Linked DNA regions of Mus musculus: region 2 is linked to region 1. A link is a contact called in public Hi-C data. All regions are on one chromosome and are shown on one strand. Each heading gives the region's core, a stretch centred on a gene start, on an enhancer-like site or on the middle of the called end of the contact. The rest is flanking DNA. Distances are from core to core; before and after follow the strand shown. Region 1 overlaps Ttc27 (tetratricopeptide repeat domain 27). Region 2 overlaps Rasgrp3 (RAS, guanyl releasing protein 3).

Region 1 (4,888 bases), core at 764-3,263:
AAAATTCCATCTGTCATGGGACAAATCTAACATTTCTAAGTGCTGCTATAAATTCATGTATGCTAGACAGATATTGACGATGAAGTTACTTGTTTTAGAGGACACAAATTGCACACAATAAGATGCCATTTTGCTTCATGTATTTCCTGGTAAGCGGCTTCTGTGTTGTTGCTAATAGTGGTGGTGGCAGTATGATGAGATACTGACTCACTTTGTCTCCCAAAATGGTCCAGAATTCACAGTCCTCTTGCCTCGGCCTCCTGAGTCCTGGATTATATTTGAACCAACATACTTGATAGATATTTGATTTGGGGTTTTTAAATACAGTAGTCTTTAAATCCCCCAACATGATAAAATCAACAACTGCTAAATAGTTAATAGATATGCTTTTTAAAAATCATCAATTTGAAATTGTTTTAGTATTCTTTGTCTTTTCGGAAAGGTGGTTGCTTGGATAGGTGGTTACGTAGTTATGTGACTAAACAGTATCAATGGCCTGCCATAGAGCAGGTGCAGATGTGGCATGCATTAGCTGGGCCAGCCTATGAGCAGAGAGCAAAGAGCTTGTGCTGGAAAAGAACAAAAGGAGAACCAGTTTGTGAACCACTTAAGGCCCTGCTTTAGGGTTATCTAACTCTACGGGTAGGGGACTCTATTGTGATTTTGTGTAAATGACGGCACACATAGTATTGTTGAAAGTTTAACTGTGACTTCAGCTGTGAGCAGGAGCAGGAAGGAGCAGGAAGGAGCAGGAGCAGGAAGGAGCAAGAATAGGTTGAGGTTTGCTACAAAGGAAAATTTTCGAGTTTACCCTTGGATTGGCATGATTGAAGGAAGCCTTGGAACCAGTGTGAATGCCAGATGCTGTGTGTGTATGTGTGTCTGTGTCTGTGTCTGTGTCTGTGTCTGTGTCTGTGTCTGTGTCTGTGTGTAGTACAGGGGGATTGAACCCGAGTGTTGGCACATGGCAACTATACATTATACTACGCAGCAACATCTCCTGACTCAGATGTCTCTTAAATTAGCCACAGGAAATTCAGGAAGAAGGGAAAGTACCTTTTTGCAGGAGATGTGATATGGTTTTGGGTGTTAAATAGGAGGTGACGGTGCTGTGTTAAAGCAAAGATAGCTGACAGTCCCTTAGAGCTAAAAGCCTGAGTGAAAAGCCATTGTATAGAGCATGCAGATGCTGCTCCTCGGACTTAAATTGAAACTGCAGTAGTAAGCAAATGTCTTAGAGAACATTGTACCAGCTTAGAATATGAGACCGAGCCCTGTACTCTGGACATCTCCAGTGACTGGAGGAAGGTAGGAGAAGGACACTGCCAGAAATACAAATGAAATGGAATATACTCGGGTCAACACAGCACATTGGCCAGAGGGGAAAGAACTAAGGGAAGGGATCATAGAAATGAAACTATCAGGGTGATGCCAAATGCTATAACATTCATAGAAAGCCAAGAACTGGTCCCTGGCTTGAAGCCTGCTGGTGACGATCAAAAACAGACTCTGAGGACTGAAGAGTGGGTGCGGTGAGACAGCAGATTACTATCAGTAACCTGCTTCCTAGGGAGATGGTGGTCAAATGCAGTGCTGAACCGAGAATAGACAGCTAAGTAAAGAGATACTAGACGGCCTTGTTTTATTGCAGGCAGAAGTGAAACACTGGTGGACAAAGGTGAAGGGAAGCCAGTGGCAGTGCTGAGTGGTAGGGGGCAGTCAACGGGACTAATGCTTTCCTGAGACTGGAGCTTTTTAAAGCACTGATGATCTAAGCTAGGATGTAACGTGGATTCCTTTAGCAGTATTGAGAGATGCAAAAGCTTGTTAAGATGCAGGCTTGCAATCCTTTGTTTTTTGTGTGTCAGTGGGGAGAGGAGAGGTGTGAGTCCCCTGTGAGCAGTGGTAGAATAAATGGGCAGTGTGCTTTTGCTGCCTAGAGGCGAATGAAGCAACAATGGATGGTCAGGAAAGGCCTGATGGAGAAGTGATTTTCACTGAGCACTTAAAGAAGGGTTAGATTCACAGAAGTGAAACTGGGGGCATGTCTTCTGGGAATAATATATTCTGCATGTGCAAACACCAGTCATTTAGAAAGCAAAGATTCTTGGTGACTGTAGAGTTCTGACTTTATTCTATTCTATCCTAATAGTAACACAGCAAGGAGTTTTACATATGACCAGGCTTCAGGTACTGACTTTTAAGCACTCTGTAGATACTCTTAGCCAGCGGCACAATCACCAAGATCCTTAATGTTTTTACTAACTTTATAGATGAAGAATTAGAAGTGTCAGTTTGTACCAGCCGCTGTAGTTGATGAAGACAGGAGTTGATATTCAGCCTGGACATTTGCCCTAGCTTCAGAGCTCTTAACTTCTCGGTTTGACCTCTGTAGGAGATTGTGGAGGACACAGTGCCATATTGGCCAAGGCCAAGTCTAGAGCGTCCTGAATACCTTCAGCTGTTAGCGTAGACGTTGTTTCCCGTCAACAAAGAGTCACTGGGCTATTGGAAGAAGCAGAATAAAGTTGTAAGATTGGAGCTGTCTGGCACAGGGTGCCCAGTGAATCTCCTGAGCTCTCCCTGTGAGTCAGACCTTTGAATCATGGTTCATCCCAAGGCCTGGGCCATACTCACCCTTATGTACAGGGCAAATGTTGCCTGTCCTTTTAGTGGTTTTTGTTTTGAGGCAGGATCTTACTGTGTAGGCTAGGTTGGCTTTGAGCTTGTCATTTTTCTGCTTCAGCCTCCCTAACACTGGGTTTATGGCATGTGACACTATGCCTGACTCATTTTAGTTTTTGAAAGGATAAAGTATCTACATTTGAAATGTGACCCAATAATTTCTGTCGTAAAGTTATTACTTGTGGTAGAAAATTCAAGGAGGTTGGTGTTCCCTTTTCAAAGAGCAGACAGGATGGACATATGTGAATAATATGTACAGAAAAAAAAGAGTCTTTTTCTTTCTTTCTCATATTGGCTAGCAATAAAAAAAAGAAAGGAAGGAAGGAAAAAAAAAAGAAAGGAAGGAAGGGAAAAAAAAGAAAGAAACTCCTAAGGCTTAATTTTACAGCTGCCAAGAACCCTGTGGTAGCGTCTGGGCCGTGATAGAGTGGGGAAGGTGGAAACCCTGCCTGATGCCTGCTTGGTTCTGAGACCTAGGAACCCCAGAGGCATGGCACAGGCCGGTCTGTTCTGTGCCTGCATAAGGTGGAAAGCCGAGTCTGCAATCACTCCACTGCTCGGAAAAGCAGAGCCAGCATACGTATGGGCTAGCTCAGTTCTGGTGCAGTCAGCTCTCTGCAGCAAACGTGCAACTGTCTCTCCCGCCTGTTGCTCTGCAAGGTGATGAGAGAAATCACTCTTGCCCGTTATCTGTAGCCAACAGGGAGATAAACCTTCTGGGAAGGTCTCGGGAGCAGATGACTTACGTGGTGTAAGTTTTCTGGAAAGAAGAGGCAAATAACAGAATAGCTGTAAACATCCAAACAAGAAACAGCATTAAACAACCAATAGTAGAATTCTTTTACAACAGTAAAAGGAAAATTAAGGAAACTATCCCCTTAGGGAGACAGTAAAACTGACAGGTTAAAGAGTGTTCTCCTTCAGTGAGGGGAATATTAGAGTGCAAGTATGGTGATGCACGACTTAAGAGCATGGAGCATGTCTTGGGGAAAGCCACTACCAAACAGAGGTGGCAGTGATCTTGGATTTGGCCTAAGGGTATTTCCTGTTTGTTGAACTATATTCAACAGCTTGTTTTCATTTGTGCCATGAGACTGAGGTAGGGAAGAAGGCACAGGATAGAGAACGGGGCGTGCCTTTAGGGCTAGATTATGTTAACCTTTAGTTCATGTGACAGACAGACGCCAACCAGTTGGTCCCGAAGGGACATAGCAGAAATTGTGAACTTGTTTATTCATGTGGACAGCGCCCCATTCCCACCCCCAAGCCCCCCAGTCCCTTAGGAAGAAGGAACTCTGGGTAGCAAGTCAGAAAACTGGCGAGGCAGTGGTGGTGCACGCCTTTAATCCCAGCACTTGGGAGGCAGAGGCAGGCAGATCTCTGAGTTCAAGGTCAGCCTGGTCTACAGAGTGAGTTCCAGGACAGCCGGGACTACACAGAGAAACTCTGTCTTGAAAACAAAACAAAACAAAACAAAAGGAAATTGTGATATCCAAGCAAGTGGTATTTCTGTCTGTTTCCTTCGTGCTGTAAAGTTATCTTTTTAGTCATAAAAGTAATTTTACTCATTCTCTAGTGGCCTTAGATGGCTAATTTCTATTTTTGGTGTTGAAGTTTATAAAGTGCTGTAATTGCTCTCCTCACTACCCAACACTGCACTCCAGAAACTAGTAATCATGAAGCTTTGAGTAAACTTCCTCTATAGACCATGTTTTTCTCTTGGCCTCTTTTGAATTGATTTCTAAGGCCTCTAATTGAATAGACTCCCTTTATATCTCTTCAAATCTGCTGATTCCAAATACTGTCTTGTATGACCAATGTATTTATCCCACCACTAGATGGCACCAGTGTACCTCAGAACCCTATCACTTCTGGGGAGTCCCAGAGCCTTGGAATTATAGCCTGGTTTAACACCCCCCCCCCCTTAACATCCAGGAACTGAGTCTCTGAGGTTGCGTATTACAGCTGAAGCCACGCAGGTGCTCAGAGTCTCCTGAGTCAGCCATCGTCTGCTCACTTCTGTTATACTCTCTCTGATGCTAGGGGGCCATATTCCAGCCACTTGTGGTTTTGTTTTTGTTTTTTGTTTTAAGTTATTTAAAATATTTAAGCAATCATTATTTAAATACAGGCATCACATTATTTAAAATAAACAGTTGTTTTGCTTTTGTTTTTTGCATTGACTCCCATACAGTGGACTCTG
Region 2 (5,518 bases), core at 1,325-3,824, 650 kb after region 1:
TTAAAATTATCATAGTGTATGCATATTAATCTATTATAACCTTTTGTACAGTAGTTAACAGGTTATATATTACATATTACAATTATATAATATGTTAATGTATTAAAGTTTTCATAGTATACACATATTAACATATTATAATTGCTATCATAATTACTTCTACTTTGGTGTTCTATGTGTTTCTCTCTGTTCCCACAGAGCTATTCATCTTGAGAGCAGAGATTTTTGTCTCGTTTTGATGACCTTTAGTAGATTTGTGTGCAGAAGCTGTATTTCTGATCATTTTTTGACATAGCTTGTTCTGTGCAAGGGCAGTGAGGGGAACTAAAACCCTCAACTCTGAACACATAGAAAACAATTCTTTCTTTTTTAGAACAGGAACGTAGCTAGCACAACTCTTAAGAGGAGTTCTCTCTGATTGGGTACTTTCTTTGATTTCACACAGTTGAAAGGAAAGGAAGGAGGGGTAGAGAAAGAGGAGCAGGGGCAGTACCACTGCCCTGTGGGACAGTAGACCATGCAGGAAACTTAGTAAGGATGAGTGGGTCCGAGACCCCGGCACCCAGGCACCCACCTGATACAGTAGGCGTCTCCCTACTGCCTATTAGATTCCTGACCTGGAACACGTGCCACACCTTTCATATAGGAAACGTGACCTAAACAGAATTCTCTTCCTGCTAATGAGATATCTAGAGACCCTGAGGGTTTAGTCAATAAGCTTCCCTTCCCAGACATTCCATCCTTCAAAAGATATTTAATCTCTGGTCCACCCTGAGAAGGTGGTATGCACCCATTTCTCATGATGAACAATCAATAGACAGTTTGGAACCAAGGACTGTCTCTTCCATTGAAACCACCATGGGAAGCATGAGGAAGACCTTTCTTTTCCTACAGAGCAGCAACCTAAGTCTCCCACAGAAGGCCCCCAGACAACTGCCACCAAGCTAAGGACAATCACAAATGGACTAAGCTGGAGTTCCCCATTAACCCATCCTAGCCTTGTTGCGGCCTGTGTACCCCCAGGAATTCATTCCTGATTCCTTTGTATGGCACCCCAGTGGCAACTGGATACCCGGGTGGTCAGGGAACCCCAGCTTCAGCCTCCCACATCCTGAGCTGCATTTTCCTACCCCCCCTGAGCAGTGTCTCTATACTTCCCTAAAGCCCAGTACCCAAAGGCAGTGGTGCAGGGTAAACACAGTCAACATCTTTGTGTTTTGTCCACCCAGCAGTGTTTCTCACACCCCAGTAGTGGGGCAAAACTTGGATCCACAACTGGTGCCCAACATGGGGCACAAACCCATGACCCTGAGATTAAGCATCTCATGTGCTACCAACTGAGCTAGCTGGGTATCATTGCATACCCTGCAAACCCTCAAGATCTTTAGATAAAGAATGAAGCTAAAAGAAAAACTGAGACGGTTTCCAAAAATGGGTGGGGGGGGGATGGAGAGGAGCAATGCTGAACCTAAAGTCCCTGCAAGGATAGGGAAATAGGGGTGGGTTTAAGGCACATGCATGTTAGTGTCAGTGCCTCAAGCCAACAGTAGGTGGTGTGTTACCAAGGCAGAACAGCCTGTGTGGAGTCTGGCACAAGTCGGGGAGTAGCCCGAAAGACAGTGCTTTCTGTTCGAAGATCTGCGATGGGACATTTGAGAATCTCTCTATAAGGGGGTCCCTTGTGTAGGCGCAAAGCCCAAGAAGGAGTCTTAGAAGTGGAATCTGGGGTGCTCAGGCCAGACCACTGTTTTCTCCTTTTCCGTGCCCATGCAACCTGCTGCTTCCATCACTTCTAGCAAGTTCCTGCCAAGTATTCTGCTTCGGGATTGCAAGTGAGAGACTTGAGAAGTATCCAGCTTTGTTAATGAACTCTGAGGGTTTCCTCATCTTTATCTTTTTTAAATCCCTTTTTCTTGCCAATGGCTTTCTCCTCATTGGGTAAATACCGAGTGCACATAAGTATCTTCTAGACGACTTCCCCTCCCTGTACTTTTGTTTCATTCATTCATTTGGTCATTCATTTATTTTTGAGACAAATGCCATGTATCCTAGACTGGCCTTGAACTCCTCATGTAGCCAAAGATAGCCTTGAACTTCTGTGTCTCCTACTGCAACCTCCCAAGTGCTAAGATTACAGGCATGATCAAGTTCAGGCAAGCAGTCTACCAACTGAGCCACATCCTCAGCCCCAGTTTACCCTGTTACCTTTAAAAAGATTGTGTACAAACAATAAGAGAAATGGGCTGAGGGCCCTATGTGAATTTAACTCTCAGAGACAATCAGAAAACAGTCTTAAAATTTTTGGTATTTGTTTTGAGTTTTCTCCTATGTTCACATATATATTCCTGGGAAATGAGATTATTCTGAAGAAACTTTTACTCAATACCAAGTATTTCCCAGGTCAATAATAAATGTGAACATTATTTATTTTTTTATTATTTATTTTTATTATTATGTATTATTTATTTATTATTGCATAGCAATAGTGCTGTGAAGGGATTGTCACTGATACAGCCCTGTTGGGCACTCAGAGGTTAAAGGGTACCCTAAGAAATAACCACATAGTTATGCAATCCATAGTCTTTCCTTTGAATATAATTTTAGAACAGGAACTGGTGAGTGAAAGGAAAATCACATTGTAAAGAGTGTTGGCTTCAAATTACAAAATTAGCTTCCTCACATGGTGTACCAGCTACATCCTCCCCTTCCTCTCCCCCTTCCCCCTCCTCCTCCTGTTCCTCCTCCCTATCCTTCTCTCCAGACAGTGTTTCTCTGTATAGCCCTGGCTGTCTTGGAACTTGCTCAGTAGACAATACTGGCATTGGCCTTAAACTCAGATATCTGCCTCTGCCTCCTGAGTGCTGGGGTTAAAGGAGTGCGCCACCCCCACTGGGCTTATCCATATTCTTGAGAGAACACTGGAGAAGTTTCTGTTTTCTAAACACCTTCTAACATTGGGAATTATTATTATTATTTTTTGTCAAGTTTGTCAAGTGATATCTTATTTTTATTTAATTTGCCCTTTGTAAGGAAGATGAATTTTTTCACATGCATATTGGTCATTTTGGCTTCTGCTCTTGTGAAATATTTATTGTTATCCTCTGCCCAGCTACTACTTGTCAATACTGTTTTATATTAAAGGTATCCATCACTTATCTGTATGCTTCTCTTCTTTTATCTCATTTTGACATTTGTGATTTTACTTTGGCTATGATGGAGTAATAGTTTATACACAAAAATTATCTTACCATTTAAATATTTAAATTCTTCATCATGGTTTAGGGTTTTATGAACAGAGTTGAAATCTTTTCATGATGATAAAAGTATTTAATCATGATTAAAATAATTTTAAGGTTATGAAAACAATTGTTTTATGCCTGAAATCAGCAGAGAGAAAGAAAGAGAAACAGAGAGAGTGAAAGAGAGAGAAAGAACAAAAGGGGGATTGTGGCAAATAGTCCCCGTCAAGGTTCTAGTAGTTTCTGGACACATAGAAATGCCTAATGCCTAAGATACCACCATGGCCCCTAAGAGGCTTCAATCATAGGTAAAATGTAAGAGACATTGAGGTCATAAATGGGGATTTTAGAGGCAAGTCACTCAGCATGCATGAAACATATTATAAACAGGAATGGAAGAGAAAGGGTTTTCACATTTAAGGGTAGGTAGTTTATGTAGAAAGGCTGAAGGAAGCTGCAGCAAGACTTCATGGAAGCCACAGGACATTTTTGGCACCACATATTCAGTTGCATCAAATATAGCCAAAAGTTAAGTAAGATAGGAGAAAAAAAAATGTCATACAGCCATGTGGAGTAAGCAGTATCTGTGACGCAGGAGAAGCTAGTCCTCAAGTAGACTGAGCCTTTAATGAGATTTGAGACAGGAAGACAGGTATTTCTCCAGAAACTTAATTGTAAAGAAAAACTGAGCTGTGATAGTAAGAGCAACGAATCAGAGAGATCGTGGTTAAGACACAGGAGCAAGTGGAAACAGCTAGATGGTGAGACAGGTGTGCTGAGAGGGAGACAGGTGTGCTGAGAGGGAGACAGGTGTGCTGAGAGGGAGACAGGTGTGCTGAGAGGGAGACAGGTGTGCTGAGAGGGAGACAGGTGTGCTGAGTGGGAGACAGATGTGCTGAGTGGGAGACAGATGTGCTGAGAGGGAGACAGATGTGCTGAGAGGGAGACAGGAGTGCTGAGAGGGAAACAGGTGTGCTGAGAGGGAGACAGGTGTGCTGAGAGGGAGACAGGTGTGCTGAGAGGGAGACAAGAGTGCTGAGAGGGAAACAGGTGTGCTGAGAGGGAGACAGGTGAGCTGAAAGGGAGACAGGTGTTAGGACCTAGAACAGGTGCAATACACAGGGGAAATCACAGGTGGGCGGGGAGTCAGAAAGAGGCAAGACTTTGGAGTTGATGAAAATGGTGGGCACCTGTAGGTAAGTTGGTTAGAAAAGTGCTCTTTCCCTTGCAAGGTTGGAAGATGATGTCATTATCGTCAGTCACCTGACTAGACCCAGAGTAGAAAGGGACAATGCCTTGTTCTCTGTGTTGACATTTTGCCTCATAAGTACCATTGGGTCTGCCCTTGGCTGCAAGTAGAATTGGCAAAGAATCTCTGTATTGTTTTCTTTGTTGGTCACCGAACAGTTTCCAGAAGGTTCTCTTTCCTTGACCTTGTGGTACATAATGGATTATCAGAATAATTGACCTAGTTGGTTGCAGATGAAGTGACTGATATCTGCCCTTGGGTCCAGAAGTTTCTGTTACTGTAAACATGGAGTATAAATAAGTCAGAAGAGTACTTCAAGTGATTAGCAGGCTTCCTTTTCTGTTTGGGAGTGGAGACTGAGTCATCTCCACAGGAGCGCAAAGTCTCTGGAGGTGACCCATCTCAGCGCACTGCATCCTCGGATCTGGAGTTCATTTCTATTGTTCACTTTAAACTCTCACTGCTAGGTCTTGATATTTCCAATGTTTTCCATGCACACACTGACTTTCACAACTAAGTAAAAAAAAAAATTAGGCCTGGGAAATCTATCCTCTTCCTCTTCTTCCCCCCCTCCTCTTCTATTATACAGGGGGAGATTTCTGGTTTAATTTTCACTACCAATAATTATAAGATGAAGCCCAGTTTGGAAGATTAGCCATGCATGCTCCTATACTAAGAGTGTTACACTTGTTAAAAGTCAAGGCTGGCAGTGTAGCAGAATAATTGTGACTCAGAAATTCCCTGGGGGGCTCCAGTCACTCTTTCCTTATTTTTTCCCAAATATTTCCACTCTCCCTTGAAGGGTAAGTTCCAACAGAGTTTTGGGAAGCATCACCTTGGTATTCCAGATATTTCAAGAAGTCAGAGACCCAAGGTCAGACTCCTAAAGCCACAGACACTGAGACTTTTCTTGAGAAAGAGAGATGGCAAGGGTGAGAAAAGAAAGTCAGCTCAGCGGGGAGGATGAATCCCACACCATGGGCGTGGCAGCCTGCCGCCGTTGTGAGCAGTACAGAAACTGTCCCTTCCC

The links. Hi-C and Micro-C count contacts between places; a contact is called where the count stands out from the background.
Region 2: a contact with region 1 is called in a Hi-C map of bone marrow-derived macrophages, with 13 read pairs. The contact joins two enhancer-like sites. A contact is called at or near these places in 1 of 15 datasets of contacts at CTCF or cohesin (large pre-B cells), 1 of 484 Hi-C or Micro-C datasets (bone marrow-derived macrophages), 2 of 115 datasets of contacts at active chromatin or transcription factors (bone marrow-derived macrophages and pancreatic cancer cells) and 1 of 9 other capture datasets (macrophages).

What each region holds. Positions count from the first base shown.
Region 1 is chr17:74,806,503-74,811,390 of GRCm38.p6, forward strand. All of the region lies in intron 13 of Ttc27 (tetratricopeptide repeat domain 27), which reads left to right. Among named protein-coding and RNA genes, the nearest start is that of Ttc27, 91 kb to the left of the region's middle. Within about 2 kb of position 2,014, at least 29 of the 459 cell types and tissues checked have an H3K27ac peak or open chromatin away from gene starts, as enhancers often do. A contact at or near this core is called in bone marrow-derived macrophages, where this site is marked.
Region 2 is chr17:75,459,262-75,464,779 of GRCm38.p6, forward strand. The region is part of intron 1 of Rasgrp3 (RAS, guanyl releasing protein 3); the gene reads left to right. Among named protein-coding and RNA genes, the nearest start is that of Rasgrp3, 26 kb to the left of the region's middle. Within about 2 kb of position 2,575, at least 24 of the 459 cell types and tissues checked have an H3K27ac peak or open chromatin away from gene starts, as enhancers often do. A contact at or near this core is called in bone marrow-derived macrophages, where this site is marked.